2 separate regions of the Triticum aestivum genome follow, and region 1 is linked to region 2. Evidence: chromatin contacts called from public Hi-C data. All regions are on one chromosome and are shown on one strand. Each heading gives the region's core, a stretch centred on a gene start, on an enhancer-like site or on the middle of the called end of the contact. The rest is flanking DNA. Distances are from core to core; before and after follow the strand shown. Region 1 has its middle 12 kb from the start of LOC123168534. Region 2 holds the start of LOC123166841 (probable xyloglucan endotransglucosylase/hydrolase protein 25).

Region 1 (2,700 bases), core at 55-2,554, 200 kb after region 2:
CGGCCATGCACTTTTGGTAACCAAGAAATCCAATCCTTCCAAGTCATCAATGGAAAGGGCGCCATGGTAGAGACGATCGAAGATATTTGCGCACCCTCAAGCGGCAGCGAAAGTTGTCAACGAAGACGGCATCGGGGGGAAAGTAGTCGTCCATTAGCGTCAAATGGTCGCGCGCTTGGTTGCGATTGAGCACTTGATGACCATTGATCCATCCCTTGAAATTCAGAACATGCTCCTCAGCACGGTCCGGTTCTGCAAGCACCGCATGCATCACCGCTGTCTCATCTGTGTAGTCCTCCTCGTCGGACAAGCCGCCGGACAAGCCGTCGGACAACTCAACATAGTGCTCGTATATGTACTCCATATCTGAATCCATTGCTTCAAAGAAGAAGGGACAAAAATATTTAGCTCAAGCAAATTCACCAAACAGTTGTCGGGCATGGTGAGCATTGTAGGAGCGGGTACCTGCGTGGCGGTCGGATTAGAGGTGTGGAATGCCGGCAGAGGAGAAGCGGCATGGAGGCCGGGTGTACCGTTGGAGGCGACGGACCCGTCGAGTTCCGGCAGGGGTGTGGCGTGACGGCAGGGGTGGTGGAGCGGCGGCGAACGTAAGAGAGAAAGACTGGAGGCGAGAAAATGGGAGGATGGACGTGCGGGGTCGGGGGGGGGGGGGGGGGGTTGGTTGGGCCGGGTTTGTCAGAGTCCTAAGTGGCTGCTGTCGGAACCGCTCAGCGGACAAATATAAACCCATGTTGGATGGCTCAACACGTCCAGACCGCGCGGTCCAGATAATTACGCGTGGTTTAAGAGTCTGCTTTAAAAATGCCTTAAGCGCACAACAAAATGCAATGATTACACTGGACTATGGCCTAAAACAAAGGGAAAAGCCCTCAATCCGGAAATACTTGTCGGACAAAGGATGTATCAAGACATATTTTAGTTTTAGATACGTCCAGTTTTATTCATCTGTGCGACAAGTAATTCCGGAGAAAAGGGTTTCTAGATACACCACTTTCCAAAAATCGAAATAGGTTTGTCTTCCGCACTTCTGCCGCTCCGCAGCTGTTATAATCTCGCAGTAGTTGCACACTGATTTACCCACGGTCAATTCGCCCCTCCGCATCAAACATGCACACCTGATAACAACGGTGCATGCGCTTAACACTAACACTGTCCGACGAATCGGTACAGCTGCCGTCTGCGCACGGCCGTGGGCCGGGGCACGCACGGGAATCGTGTGGTGATTGGCCCTGCGTCTGCCGTCTGCGCACGGCCGTGGGCCGGGGCGCAGGCAGAAGGCGACGCGCGTCGGCGTACGGCGATGTGCGTGCACCCACCCGGTTGGCAAATGGCAACCAGCTGTACGTAATCATGGCAAGGGCAAAAACCACACGTCGACGTCGGTTTCCTCCCCACTGCTCGGTTCCTGACTCTGCGACGCTCATGTCGGCTTTGCTCACTCGATCGTACTCCTGCATCTTTGCATTTTCGACTCGTCTAATCGTTTGTTTCCAAAAACTATCAATTGCCACACGTTTTTCGCTCCTCTCTGACAGTGTTAGTGTTTTTTTAAGCTCAAAACTCAGATTATTCAACTCTCCATCTCGTCCGAAATTACATGCAAAATAAAGTCTGAGGGTATAAACGGCCACTCCAAGCAACGATTATTAGAAACAACTTCCCTAGCTAAAATATGAGCAGCCCGATTAGCTTCTCTTCTTACCCATGCAACCTTCCACTCCTCCCTTGCCTCCATTATCCTCTTGACCTCCTCCACGATCGGCCCTAGAGGTGACAGATCCTTCAATTTGCTTCCCAGTTTGCCTACAATCTCTTTGCAGTCCGACTCAATGAACACTCGTGGAATATTGTGTGCTTCTGCGAAGATGGCAGCTCGTCGGCAAGCATGTAGTTCAGTTTTCACTAGATCGTTGCACCTCGGGAGAGAGTAGCTAGCACTTGTGATATACGCACCATCGTGGTTTCTGAGGACCACACTAGCTCCTCCATCTCCCGTCTTTGCCGTCGCACCATCAACGTTGGCCTTGACCCATCCTTCTTCCGGTGGTTTCCATCTCTCTATCGTCCTCGTTTGTCCGGCTTTGCTCCTGCGCCCGTGTATCGACTGCCATTCCACCATTAGCTTAAGAACTCGCCTCGCTATCGCGTCCGCTTCCTCCACCCGCTGTCCCTCTCGGGCATTATTCCTTGCTAGCCAGAGAGCGTAAACTCCCTGTACCATGACTGCTCGTTCATCATCCGAAGCTTCAGCAAACCATGACATGAGCCATCTCGACAACGCACCCTGAGGGCTACAAGACTCCGGCGGGATCGCCACCGGCACCCCCATTTCCGAATGCATTATCTGCCAGAACTTAACCGAGTGGTAGCATCCCCAAGACCTGTGATAAATTGTCTCCTCTCTTCCGCAAGCAACGCGAAAGACTCCCGGTTTAATTTTCCTCCTCTGTAGCTCTGATCCAACCGCAATACCGTTTCTTATGACTCGCCACATGTGCGTTTTAACTTTCCCAGGTGCCACCGTGTCCCACAAAGACAACCACGATTTGTGGTCCGCCACCGTCGAGGAAGATTCTGGCCTCCCAGACCGCGCTCGTTTCTGACTCATACGAAGATGATAAGCCGACCGAACCGAAAACTCCCCATTCTTGGTGAAGTTCCACGCCTGGTAATCTTCCA
Region 2 (2,700 bases), core at 98-2,597:
CGAAGTGGGCGTGAGCGTGACAAAGAACGAGCACAAGGATCCACCACCGCCTACATTTCACATTATCCCCCACACCGGTCCTTATTTATCATACAATACAGACGCCCCCATCTCCCCTTTCTCCGGCGATCGATGTATACACGGACGTTCCAGTGCTAGCTTGCTGGGTGGACATAGGGGCTACATGGAGCACTCGGCGGGGACGCCCTTGGCGACGCGCTTGGGGTCCGTGCAGTAGTTGTAGATCATGTAGTTCCTCTGCACCCACCGCATCCGCTGCTGCCGCGTCAGGTCCAGCTCCTGGTTGTACCACTCGCCCGCCGCGCCGGTGCCGGGGGCGACCTCCGTGCCGACGCTGGCGCCGCAGCGCGGCCGGCCTCCCGCGGTCACCACGCACGCGTCGGCCTTGAAGCCGCGGTACGAGGCGGAGAACGGGGCGTGGGACCAGTCCGTCTTGACGCGGCCGCCCTGCGTGGCCCAGTCGTCGGCGTTCCAGAGGCTGGAGTAGAGCCGCATCGGCTGGTTCTTGGGGAAGGCGATCCCCTTTCCCTCCAGGTTCTTGTAGTCCCTGATCGGCATGTCGTCCACCATGAATCTGCATTTAAGTACACCATGATCGGTCAGTCCATGTGATTGTGCTGCACAAGGCACAGACTGAGAACAAACGAAGGTTGGGCAATGGCGATGAACCAAGTTACATGATGTGCTTTGGGTTCCAGAGGATGGAGTAGGTGTGGAAGTCGTTGGTGGGATCGAACCAGAGGCGGAACTGCTGCTCCCGCTGGCCCTGCCCCTGCGTGAACACGTTGGTGTGCAGCGTGTAGGGCTCGCCGGTGACGTTGCCCAGGAACTCGAAGTCGATCTCGTCGTGCGTCGGACCCTGCGACGACAGCTGCACATTCATACGCCAAACCAATCGAGTTATGTTAGGCACGCACATGAACCAAGCAAATCGAGAAGCAGATGATGTCGGCTTAATTACGTAGTATGCGGTGACGGTGCCGGCGGAGTTGCCGGGGACGAGCTTGAGCTGCATGTCGATCTTGCCGAAGAGGTACTCGTGCTTGGACTGGAACCCGGAGCCGGAGATCTTATCGAGCCCCAGCGTGAGGAGCTGGCCGTTGTTGAGGATCTTGCCGCGCCCGTCACCCCAGGTGACGTCGAACTCCTTGTCGAAGGTCGCCAACGCAAAGGCACAAGAGGCGAGCAGGATCGCTAGCACCCACGCCGCCATGCGAGCCATGCGTTTCGTGCTGCGAAAGCACGCTCACTGAAGCAGCTAGCTAGAAGAAGGTTGATGAGGAGGAGAAAGCTTGATGGAAGCTTGTGTTTGTGTGAGTGGAATGAGCGGGGCGTGAGGGGTTTATATAGGGGTTTGGAGATGAATGAGCGTGGTGTGCCCGATGGATGGATGGATGGTTCTGCGAACTGGCCGGAGAGGAGTGTAATGCGTGTGAGTTGGCGCCAGAGGAGAGGAGAGGAGACAGAGCAGGCAGGCCGGCTCTGTAGACTGTAGCTGCCAAATTTCTGATGGAAAATGGGACGCCCGACTGCCCCGACATGGCGACGCCATGGGCTCTCACGTACAGCAAGAAGCCATTAAGAATCGATTGAGACGTATAGCAAATTTCTAGCGGCAGTGCAACATCTATTGATTTTTTTTAAAAAGAAAAATTGGTCGCTTGGATCTGTATCTACAGCCTTTGAGATGGTTTGTGTTTTGTACACAAATGGCAGTAGAAAAGAAAAGGAACTACATAATGTATGAACAAATGAATAAGCAGGGATGGATGGACGATCAATTCTTGTCGACCTTTTTCTTCCTCTCGAAGAGTGTGAAGATTCCTCGTATGTTACTATAAGAGCAAGTACAAAGTGGGCTTATAGCCCGCCTACATGGTGTTTTTTGTCTATGTGAAGGAGAGATACGTTGAAAAAGGGTGGAAATAAGCTTTTATGAAGAGCCTACCTATATGCGTGCTCCGCAAAAGTAATAAATACAATGAAAGAGAAAGAGAGAAGGTGAAGAAAAGTACTAGTCTAATAGCCAACCTTATTGTATTAGTGACTACATGCAATGGCTGCAAATGACATGGAAGTTGCTTATAGCCAGCAATTGGCTATACTATTAACCATGCTCTAAGTGATATAAGAGTATAAGCGGGCCCTTCTTCGGCTGCTCGGTGCTGGTACGGCGGCTGATATCCATGGATCAGGGACGATGGTCCCTTTGGCGAGCCTTCCCCGTCCGGTGGTGCGGCAGGGCGGGTGGGCTGCCGGGGATCGGACCGGGTGGCCGGCGATTCACCGACGGGTTGGTGTCGCGGCTTGCTGCCCAGATGGCCAATGACACCGAGCTGGTCCTTCCTTCAACTCATGTTGCGTGCAATCCTTACCGGACATGGTCGTGCTGCTAGCCGGTTACCGGGTTGGGACGGAGCAGGAGGTGGGGGATCCAGATTGGGATAATTCCCTGATCGGCTCCTGTCGGCCGCGACGGCGACGACAACCCCGAGGGTGCCATTTTTCTTCATGAAGACGTCGTTCGGGCCCGACCTACCTTTTCTCACCTCACGGTCTCTCGAATGAAACCCTAGGGCGGCAACGACGCTCTTGGCGCCGTCTCCTTCTTGAAGGCGTCGTCGTGAGAGCTATGTGGTGGTCGGCACCACTTAGGTGCGTCGGTAGTTGCAGATGGTG

Evidence for each region. Hi-C and Micro-C count contacts between places; a contact is called where the count stands out from the background.
Region 1: a contact with region 2 is called in a Hi-C map of leaf, with 2.5 times the contacts expected there. The contact joins the enhancer-like site here to the promoter of LOC123166841 in region 2. A contact is called at or near these places in 2 of 5 Hi-C or Micro-C datasets (both in leaf).

What each region holds. Positions count from the first base shown.
Region 1 is chr7D:540,183,692-540,186,391 of IWGSC CS RefSeq v2.1, forward strand. No RefSeq gene overlaps it. Among protein-coding and RNA genes, the nearest start is that of LOC123168534, 12 kb to the left of the region's middle. Within about 2 kb of position 1,305, at least 5 of the 8 cell types and tissues checked have an H3K27ac peak or open chromatin away from gene starts, as enhancers often do. A contact at or near this core is called in leaf, where this site is marked.
Region 2 is chr7D:539,987,286-539,989,985 of IWGSC CS RefSeq v2.1, forward strand. LOC123166841 (probable xyloglucan endotransglucosylase/hydrolase protein 25) reads right to left here and starts at 1,348. Exons shown (of 3, transcript XM_044584646.1): 1 at 983-1,348; 2 at 699-892; 3 at 1-595. The coding sequence starts at 1,243. The coding sequence ends at 181.